Regions from separate parts of the Sus scrofa genome. Here region 2 is linked to region 1. A link is a contact called in public HiChIP or PLAC-seq data. All regions are on one chromosome and are shown on one strand. The core of a region is the stretch at or near the end of the contact, and the rest is flanking DNA. Distances in the headings are between cores, read along the strand shown.

Region 1 (5,282 bases), core at 1,538-4,037:
CCAAAGTTTGCTATCAAGCTGGTCTCTGGCTTAAAGTATGAGAAGTGAGGCAGCAACAATTTAAGGCATTATTATTATTTTTTAATTATGTTGTAAGAAAGCAGAAGGAAAAATTAAAATGTTACTTAAGTACCAAACATTACATTAGGTTAACTTTACTAATAAACAATGTACTTTTAAACTATTACAAAGTTAGCAACCTTTCAAGCTAAGGTCTACAGAGGTTAAGTTATCTAATGGAAGATCACAAAGATTCCCAATTAAAATGTTCCCTCTACTGTACCATTCTACCTGTTGCAAATTTAACCACAAGCATATGGAAAATTTAAAAATAAAACTGTTCACAACTTATTTTAGTATTATCACCACTTGACAGTTTATGCCTATTTTATCTTCATTCAGTTTAACTCACGATTATAAACAGGTCATCTACAAACATCAACTCCTATAAGACAAATTAAACAAAAGTTCGAAAGATGCTTTAAATGACATAATTTCTTTATAACTAAAAACTTGCCTATTCCAAGCTATCTACTGCTGCTCATTAGAAGTCAGAGTTGCTGGAAAGCCAAAAGCATTACCAAAAGATGGGGATATTCTAGTATTTCCCTTCTTTCTGCTAAGTAATGGGGCAGAGAGGCAAGAACAACAAAACAGAAATGAGGAAAAGTGCCCAATTTTTCAAAAGCTAGGCATTTAAGACAAATTCTTACAAGGCGTTAAAACTCCGTTTTGAAAAGTGTTCACATTGACATTCTAGAGTCCACGTGGTAACTTGATTAACTTCTGAGGCATACTTTTTCAAAGGTCTTATTTTTTTCCTTTTAATTCTACTAGAGAATGGTTCTTCCTTATAGCATTGTCTCGTTCTAACAAAAGACCGACAGTATTCATATCATAAATTTTCAAGTGTCACAGCACTATCTTCAATTAAAAGTCATTCTGCCACAACAGAGTCAAAACAGAACTACTTCTTAATTTGGTTTCTCTAATGCGAAGCTGTAAGGTAGAGTAACAGAGAGTAGAGTACTATAACCATAAAAAGCGTTTTTCAGCTTGCCCTATACCTTTTGAACAGTTACACACTTACAGCTCAAAATGGATTTAACCACAGCAAATATTTTAAAATATTAACCCACTCTTACTTCATGCAACTATATGTCCCAAGTTTAAGCACAACCTCTGTCCAATCTGGTCCCAGCTTCACTATCCACAAAGTGGCCTTACAATGCTGTTTTTCCTTTTTAGTAAACTTCTAAAACAGGTTGGCATGGAATAAACAAGAAAAACCAGCATTTCTTTCAAATTAGCTTAAAAGAAATAGTTCTTTGAGCATTTGGTTCTTTTTGAACACTCCAATAATTATTCCATTTAACAGTCTTCTGATTAAAAAAGATTAAAAATAAGTTATTCTACTGAAGAATAAAAGGTAATTTTCATGACGTTATTAGATACTGGCAATAAAAGAGATACTGAATTGTGAGTGTTTTCTGTAGTTTATAAAAGCTCTCAAACTGTGCTAAAATGCCAATAAACGCCATACTGATTGTTATTTTATTGGTAAGTAGTTACCACTTTAATATTCTGAAAAAGGTCCTAAATATTTTCCATTAAGATACCAAATGTTTAGAGGACTGTTGGCATTTTTAAGGAAAGCTGGCATAAAATAGAACACCCAGTGTTCAAAGATAGCGCTAATCATACTATGTAAGACATACTAGACATGGTTTCAAGAACCATGATTTGACGGATAGTATATCTAAACTAGGACTGGGGGAGGGGAAATAGGGATGGTCTGCCTATAGATAAATATTTTAGTATCCTATGTTCAAAATAAAATTCCACTGTATCGTTTGGGGAGAATGGGAGAGGGACTGGTTTCCTGGAAGTTAATGATACTCATTTAAATCAAAGACGAACTTCTGGAAAACTGGCATTTGAAAACAGCTCATACTGTAAACATTACTTTTGCCCAACCAACAAACAAAAGAATTATCTCCCAAAATAAAATGAGTTTAGTATAATACAGGAAATTTCAGTATGAAATGAGGACATATTTTATTTCACTATTTAAAAGAACAGCAGAACCAGCTTAAGTTTACATAGTACTACATATTTTCAAAAACATGAAGTTACTTATCATAAACCTGGCAATAATGCTTGCCCCACCTACATCATTTTATAGATTAGGAAACCCAGGGAGATAAACTGACTTGATCAAGGTTCCATGGTAGGTGGTAAAGGTGAAGGCTAGGACGTGATTCCTTCTATAACTCCCAAGGAAACAAATATGTTTAAAAAAAAAAAAAAAAAAACTCTTTACCTTTTCACTTCCTTCCCTCTTCTTTTAAGAATAGTTTTCATCTACTCAAAGCATGTTTAAAATATGAATGCAATCTGTCATCTGTGATGTCAGACTATTACCTATGTCTTGTTAGTAACCGGCATCTCTAACAATACCCTCCAGAAAAACTTGCAACATATACCATTAATAGTCATTAAACAGTAAACTAAAAAGGAAAAAGGAGGTGGAGAAAACAAAACTAAAACTAAATTGGCACTCATTTGTAGCCACATCTACTTTTAGAAAAAGCTCAAATTATAAAACGAAAGCCATAAAGGACACTTACACTGGTGATTAATATGTATTTGAAATTAACCTATACATTGCTGGTAGAATTAGGAGTTGGTTCAAGCATTCTTGAGATCATCTTACCAACATGAACTTAGCCACTGATATGCCTTAAAAAAGCATACCAAGATACATGTGTAATGTTCACTACCACAAAGTTGTCCACAGCAAAAAGTTGGGAAACACTTTACAGTTCATTATTTAACTAGTCAGAAATATAATATAGTTCTTCCAAGAGATGGAACACTACTAATCTATTAAAAAGAATGAGACAGTTGTGCGGTCCTGTTTGTACTGAGGAAAAAATGCACACATACATATGCAGCACTTAGATAGATATTTATATGTATTAGGAATAAAAAGAAAAGTATAGAGGCAGGGGTAAATTAGGCTGGAATATACATATGAATTTACTCCCTGCCCCCAAAAGGATACAAAAGAATTTGTTAACAGTTACTTCTAGAGTATGGGTTGGGGGGAAAAAAAAGACTTTTTTCATTTTATACCTTTCTGTACTGTTGGAATTTTTTAAGCACTTTCAAGCACTACTCTATGTTATTTAAAAAGAAAGTCAGTGGAGATTATTTTGTGGAATTACGAGCCATTTTCATTTTCTTCCCTTACTTTTAGATTTTCAAGAAAACCTAGTCTTGCCATTATTTATTTCTTTTTCTTTTGTCCATTATTTTTTTTAAAGAGTCTACAATTTTGAAAAATAACCTAGTTGTCTTTTAGGTTGATAAATAACTGTTCTGAGATGAAAAACATTAGAGACAGACAGAGAATAGGTAGGCTAAATCAAATTAAAAAGTGATCTTTATTTTTACACTTTCACCCATATATATGATATAGAAATATCAAGGCCCTACTAGTTGTAACAAATAGTCAATGCCTCAGACTTGTTCAAATATTTCTTCTGTATTTTTCTAGACCATCATAAGAAATATTCCATATATCAGAAAATCATAAACTGGGAGAATAAAACACCAACTAACTAGAATATCACCATTATTAAAACAAATAAATAAGTAAAAACACAGAGTAATCATTAGGCTCTTTTACTCCAGGTAATCAAAAGCTTATTTTCAATGAGTATAACTGTCGGAACTAATTGTTCCCCTCAACCCAATTCCACCACCATTTAAGTATCATTATCACCTACTAAGTAATGTAGACATTAAATCAGAAATTTTCACTGCAATAGGGATGAAGACAGAAAGGAGTTAGGAGCCCTATGACAGGGTAGAGAAGGCAGGGAGACAGTTCCAAGGGCTCACAATCTCTCTTTCTCAGTGCAAAATTAAATCACTTAACTTTGCTGCTGGTAAAGAAAGCCCTGGAGTTAAAATTGGCAAAATTACTATGGTAGTAATAATTTAGAGGATGAACTGCTATTACTAGGCACTAGGAATTCAGAAGCCTACTAGGTTACAATCTTAATTGTGTCACAAAGTACATGATCTAGGACAAATTGCATAAAGTCTGCTCAGTTTCATTTTCCCTTAGATGAAAAGATTTAGATTTCTTCAAGTTTAGTTCAATTTCTTTGGAGATCTAAGTTCTTTACTTTTATTATGAATTGCTCAAAAGATATAACACTACTGAGGAGTATTTAGCTAAATGGATGGGATAGGTTTAATAGACTCTTCTAATTTTTTTTTTTTTTAATCTAGGACTACTGCGAAAAGATATCTCAATTTGCAAAAATATTTTAGGGGGTGCTACTTTATGAATTTCAAATAGACATAAACATATACGTTATATCTAATTATAACAGTCATTCTAAGCCACAGTGTAAGTCAAATAGAACGGGTTCAAAGTAACAACTGGTACCTGCACTTAATCACTGCAATGGATTTTGAAACCACTTGCAAATCTTTTGAAATATACAGGGACTCTATCTGAATGTCAAAGAAGAAATTTCTATGTTGCTGATTACTTTTCATAAAGATGCTGAAGTTTCAATGGCAGTGTTTTATTTCTGATTTGGGAAAATGACTAGTCTCAAGAATTCTCTAAAAGTAACTCACTTCTCTATTTCCCAACTAATCTTTCCTACTTTATCAAGCACTTTGAATATTACATCATCTGAATTAAGCTTTTTAAGACTCTCATGCATTTGGTGTTAAGTACTTTGGATAAATCCTTAACAGATCTGAAATATAAATACTAAAAAGTTTTTTTCATTACTAGTATAGAGAAATTACTTAAGGCCTAAATTCACTGCAGTGAAACAAGTTTTGTTTAGAGTGGAAATCGACACTATTAAGATGATACTATTTCCTTAAGAAACAAAATCCAAATACCCTCGAAAAATGCTAAATGAGGAGTCTTTTTAAGAGAAATGAATGAATACATGTGACAGTGAATAAATAAGATTATTCCTTTGGAAAATACTAACATACTTTAAGACTAATACAGATAGCAAATCCATTAAATTTTCTTTTCTTTACGAGACAACAATATGACCTAGGTGAAAAGATAGGTCTTGCACTATGCCGTGGCTTTTTTTTTTTTTCCATTGAAAAGGAAGTGCCTATGTGTTTACAAATTCTGAAATGAAAGACAAATTGTTCATTCCCAAAGGTACCCATGCCACATTCCTTATAAAACCCAAAGGACTATTTCTTCCTCTTACTCTTTTTCACTG
Region 2 (5,282 bases), core at 958-3,457, 540 kb after region 1:
TAGAATTAAATATCTCTATATTTCTATGTTTAACTCTCCCGCTTGGATCATTGATAGTGAGTCAAATGGCCCTGAGTATGAATTCTGGCTCTCATCTTTACCTTAGGCGATTAATTTCAACTCTCTAAGCCTCACTCTACTCATCTGTTAAATGAGGGTAATAATAGCACCTGTTTCAAAGGGTTGCTGTGAGTATTAAAGACAGAATGTAGATTAGGAGCTTAGCACAATGTCTGTGCACAAAACATACACCCGCAAAAGCAGATTGGCTGTTTACTATTACGGTTCTGTGGCTGAATACAGGAGCTGAAATAGACCATGGAGATAGTCTTTAACAATTTTGTCTTGTAGTTAAGAGGCAAAAGTTCAAAAGGATTTAATTGTTTAAAATAATACACCCAAGGAGTTCCCGCTGTGGCACAGTGGGTTAAGAATCCAACTACAGTGGCTTGGGTCACTGCAGAGGTTCAGGTTCAATCCCCAGCCCGGTGCATTGCCCCAGCTGCAGCACAGGTCACAGCTGTGGCTTGGATTCAGGCCCTGGCCTGGGAACGTCCATATGCCTAGGGTGTGGCCATAAAATTAAAAAAAAAAGAAAAAGATAATACACTTAAATAGAGGCAACACTAGAATTCAAAGCTCATGGCTTTTTCCCAGGCTCTTTTCACTTTGCTGTCTCCAGTACTATATAAATCTGAGCAGTAAAGAGAAAAATTTGGATCAAAACAATGTATGAGTCCCCCACTTGGCCATTGGAACTGATTTTTATTCTATTCTGCCTTCTAATCCAAGGTCACCTCTAACATTTGTAGGGCTGCATTTCATAAGCCTAAATACATAAAGACACAGATTGAGCTACTTCCAACCCTCCAACCTTAACAACTATTCCTAGTAGCTTGGGCAGCCAAATTGAATTCAGAAACCTTGAACCCCTTGGATGTGGTAGTGCAGGGGGATCTAGCTTTTGGACCATGCCTTGCACTAGTCCTTCCCCATGTCAACTCACTCAAGCCAAATTATTGCCTCTTGGCTACTTCTCAGGCCTAAATTTCTGCTCTCCTGCAGAACATCCAGGAAAGATGCCTGTACGGGCCCTGGAAGTGAGTTCAAAGCCATCTGAGTGGACAATGTGGGGGTCCAGGCTCCCTTGACCCAGCAAACTCCTCACCTGCTGGAGCAGAGAACAGCTGAATGAAGACTAGGCTAGGGCTCTCTATAAGCACAGGGTCCAGGAAAAGAATCCCTCTTGCCCTAAGTGGGGGCACTACTCTCATCATAGCATTTAATTTGGGGCAAAAGTGGAATTAATCCCTTTCTGTGGCTGGCCAACTGCCCGTCCTCTTCCTAACAGAGTTCCAAGATGAATTTGTTGACCAGTAAGATCTATTTCCTTTCAGTTCTGCTGGATCTAACATTTCCCCTCCTTACTGATTATACAGTTCGGTAGAAAATGACTCACCAGCTTTAAGAGCATCAACCTATCATGGTCACATTCCAGTGCCAGGCAGCTTGGGCCCCAGGTGGCTCCAGACTGGGAGAATTCTATGGCTTCAAGCCCTCCCACCCAAGGGCACAGGCAATTAGCTGGCTTCACACTTGGTACCTCAGTCTCCCTGAAGAATGGGAAAAATAAGCCTGCATAGCCAGGGGGCCTCATTTCCCCTGTGATGGTTTCTATAGTTGACCTCATGATGCCCTTAGAGAAGAAGGTCCGTCTATCTCCCATGCCCATCTCACAAACTTCCTTTGCAAATATTTACTGAAGCACTGGGTGCAGATGCTGTAGGGAAATCACTGATATTCAGGGTTGCTCATTTCAACAGCAGAACATCCCTTTTTTATCGATAAAGTTCAGACCTTTGCACGGCACGTAAAAGAGCCTCGGGGCAAGGCTAGCTGAGCAAGGAAAGGGTCGTGGGGGTTTTCAGGGGGGAAGTTAGGTCAGGGACGAGCTGCTTGAACCTAGCTCCTTCCTGGGTATCACAATATGTTCATCTTTTGAAAAACATCCAACATGCTGGGTACGAATGACCCTTTTGATGTTTTGCACCTAAAAACTTTAGGCAAGAGACTCTGTTTTTCAGTCCAAGTCCCCTGTCAGTCACAACTCCACTTCAGTCCACCTCACTGAGATTGTTCTGGGTCGGTCCTTCCTCAGCCACTGTTGTCGCAACTCTGTACTTTTCTGCCTGCGTCTGTCAGGAAGGAGACAGGAAATTCTAGTCACCCTCACAGCAGCTGCGCCATTCCTCCTCTCCTCCTCCGATGACGTCGGTTGGCTTTGGTGACACGAGGTCAGGAACTGAGCCACAGTGAAGGTCAGGAAGATAGGTCAGTGTTTATGCCATTGTTGCGCTGGGGATCCTGCTGAGGCTATTTGCTTTCTTCCTTTCTATACTGTTTCTCTTTCCGTTCCTCTTTTTATAATGTGGAGCCAAAGCATCCTGTTTTCAAAACATCTGACTGTTTTGCCACTGAGGAACTCATGCTCTGATGCATTTCGCTGAAGTGTAAGACAATTCTTCTAATTCAGGAGGCGATAACAGTTGCAACCAAAATTAATGAACAAATCTAAGAAGGCAATCTGCTGTTAGAGCAACCAGCTCTCAGGCAACTAGCTGAACTTGGGCTGCTGGCTGAAGGCTCACAAGACAGTCTTTCCATCTTGAAAGACAACGTCATTGCCTTGTAACACTTCTACTGAATGTATGCCATCTTGTCATTCTTGGAGGAAAATGATCTACGATAACTAACCTACCTGGCTGCATCTTTCTCTCTAATTCTGGAATTCCATTTGTCCTGTGGCCAGCACTAAGGGAGGAGGGAAATTCGGGCCAAGGAGGAAGATATGTTTTCGTAAGTCACAGAAACGATTCCTTACCTAACTCTCTGGGCTCTGAAGCTCACTTAGGACAGCCAGGGAGTCTCAGTTTTCTTCAAAAGGGTTAAGAGAAAGCCACCAACCAACCAACCAACACACACCCCTGTCCAGAGGAAGTGAACATAAAAGACCACTTGCTTTTCTGCCACCAGACACGGTCAGTGCTCCACCCCATGCATGCAGACTGGTACATATGCCATCTCCAAACACCTAAGCAAAACCCTGGCTTTCCCATCACCACTTTTATGTAAGTTCAGAGATTGCAAACAAAACAGAGTCACTTAGCTGATCAGAACCAGAGACAGTTTTTTGTAAAGATGCAGTAAACACTATTAACTTATCACTTACTGAACCACACAGTAAGGGGCAATTGATTGTTAGAGAAAACGGCTCTCACGCATCTAGCTGAACTTGGGCTGCTGGCCACATATTGGGGGCCTTTCTGGGTGCTTTAGATGCAGCATGATCTCAGTCGTCACAGCAACCCTTGTGAGATGGGTACCACTTTTGTCTCTGTTTTACAGATGAGGAAGGTAAGTCTTAGAGCAGGTAAGTACGTTGGCCCATAGACAAGACACTGGTAAGTCATAGAGACAGGATTTGAGCAATGATCTTTTGACTCCAAAGCCCATATATAGAACATCTTTTCTTTTTTTTTTTTTTGTCTTTTTGCCATTTCTTGGGCCGCTCCCGCAGCATATGGAGGTTCCCAGGATAGGGGCCCAATCAGAGCTGTAGCCGCCGGCCTACACCACAGCCACAGCAACATGGGATCTGAGTCGCGTCTGCAACTTACACCACAGCTCACGTCAATGCCACATCCTTAACCCACTGAGCAAGGCCAGGGATCGAACCCGCAACCTCATGGTTCCTAGTCGGATTCGTTAACCACTGTGCCATGACGGGAACTCCTATATAGAACATCTTTACCGTGACTTTCAAGTCTGTAGTCAGAGATTCGCCATGGCTCCTTTGCTCAGTGAGGATAAGCAAAAGATGACCAATAAGAAGCCAGAGTCATGCAGATGTGATGACAATGATGATTATAATGATATTTTTAAACAGCAACATAGATGGAACACTCAAATAATTTTGCCACTATTTGAAGGGGGAATTTTAGTTTTACCACAGATCATTCAATTTCCCCCTAAACTGGTAGAGATCAATTTCTTTTTGGTGGCCACCAAAATACGGTCATGATATTACATATGCCATGGATGAAGCTTCACCTGAAGTCAGCATCTGGATAACCAAGAATTTGGGGGTGGGGGTAGCTAAGTGAAAAGAGAGGGAGAGATCTTTCTAAATACTGCAATTGACTTTAGCTGTCAGCTGGGCATTATTCATCCACTGGATAATTGCTTTGCCCTACAACCTTTCTAGAAGGAGGCGAAGCTGCATGCCTTCTACTTAAGCTAACTGTGTCAGCATTAAGGTTTAGCCCTTTCTTTAGGGTTAGCTCTATTCAACTTTCATTGCTTCCTGCCCATGACACCATAAAGGAGGAGCGGAAGGCTGAAGCGATTGGAAGTCTCACTAGGACCTACACGGTTCCTGGTCTCAGAGCCTTATTAACTACTGCACTGAAAATGAAATTATTTTTTAATAAGTTTGCAAGACAGAGAAGGTGTAATTTCAGCACTCCAGACACAAACCGAGTTAGAATCCACAATGCCTCAACACTCAGAATGAAAACAAATGGCAATTTGCAGTTTCTCAATGAGTAACCTTTTTCTCCCTCTGGAGTTGTCTAGTTTATCTTCATGACTCCAGAAGAAAGTTCAGCCTGCCCTTCATGGTGAAATCTGTGTGTGTGTGTATATGTATATGTATATATATATATATATATATATCCCTAAATACTGGAGCTATATGGTGAAATCTGTTAATCTGCTAATATATATATTTATATCCCTAAATACATCTCACATGCATGACAATAATCACAAAATGCAAAGAATGGAGTAGGCCAGAGCCGGCCTGAAACTCCTTCTACATGGATGCCAGTGTGGTCTGGAGAAGTTACGCAGTGAAACCCTCATTATGGGGAAGTAGTTGGTTGAGATTTACAACAGCCTGGAAAAACCCAGAATTTAGCTTTAATTGAGAACTTCAGAGAGAAGTCAGTAACTCGTTAAACCTCAAATCTTTTTTTTTCAACTTGAATCGGAACTAAAATTTGAGAGAGAGACTTAATTTTGTGCCCTTTCATTGATCAATAAACAAGAGTGAGAAGAGTTTACTCTCTACACTATTCCCCGCTCCCCGCCCTCATCCAACTTGCTTCTGCTGCTCAGATCCTTTGAGTAGGACCCAACAAGCCTTGATAGGAAGGTGATATGTTTAACCTCAGGAAAAAGGGAGGCGGGACACACATTCAGGACTGGAAAGGGCATTTGGC

Evidence for each region. HiChIP or PLAC-seq counts read pairs in DNA pulled down with a chosen protein or histone mark.
Region 2: a contact with region 1 is called in an H3K27ac HiChIP or PLAC-seq map of alveolar macrophages. The contact joins two enhancer-like sites. A contact is called at or near these places in 3 of 47 Hi-C or Micro-C datasets (alveolar macrophages, embryonic fibroblasts and liver) and 1 of 2 datasets of contacts at active chromatin or transcription factors (alveolar macrophages).

What each region holds. Positions count from the first base shown.
Region 1 is chr6:145,665,549-145,670,830 of Sscrofa11.1, forward strand. The region is part of intron 2 of MIER1 (mesoderm induction early response protein 1); the gene reads right to left. Among named protein-coding and RNA genes, the nearest start is that of MIER1, 12 kb to the right of the region's middle. Within about 2 kb of position 2,788, at least 9 of the 83 cell types and tissues checked have an H3K27ac peak or open chromatin away from gene starts, as enhancers often do. A contact at or near this core is called in alveolar macrophages, where this site is marked.
Region 2 is chr6:146,204,639-146,209,920 of Sscrofa11.1, forward strand. All of the region lies in intron 9 of PDE4B (phosphodiesterase 4B), which reads right to left. Among named protein-coding and RNA genes, the nearest start is that of SGIP1, 160 kb to the left of the region's middle. Within about 2 kb of position 2,208, at least 40 of the 83 cell types and tissues checked have an H3K27ac peak or open chromatin away from gene starts, as enhancers often do. A contact at or near this core is called in alveolar macrophages, where this site is marked.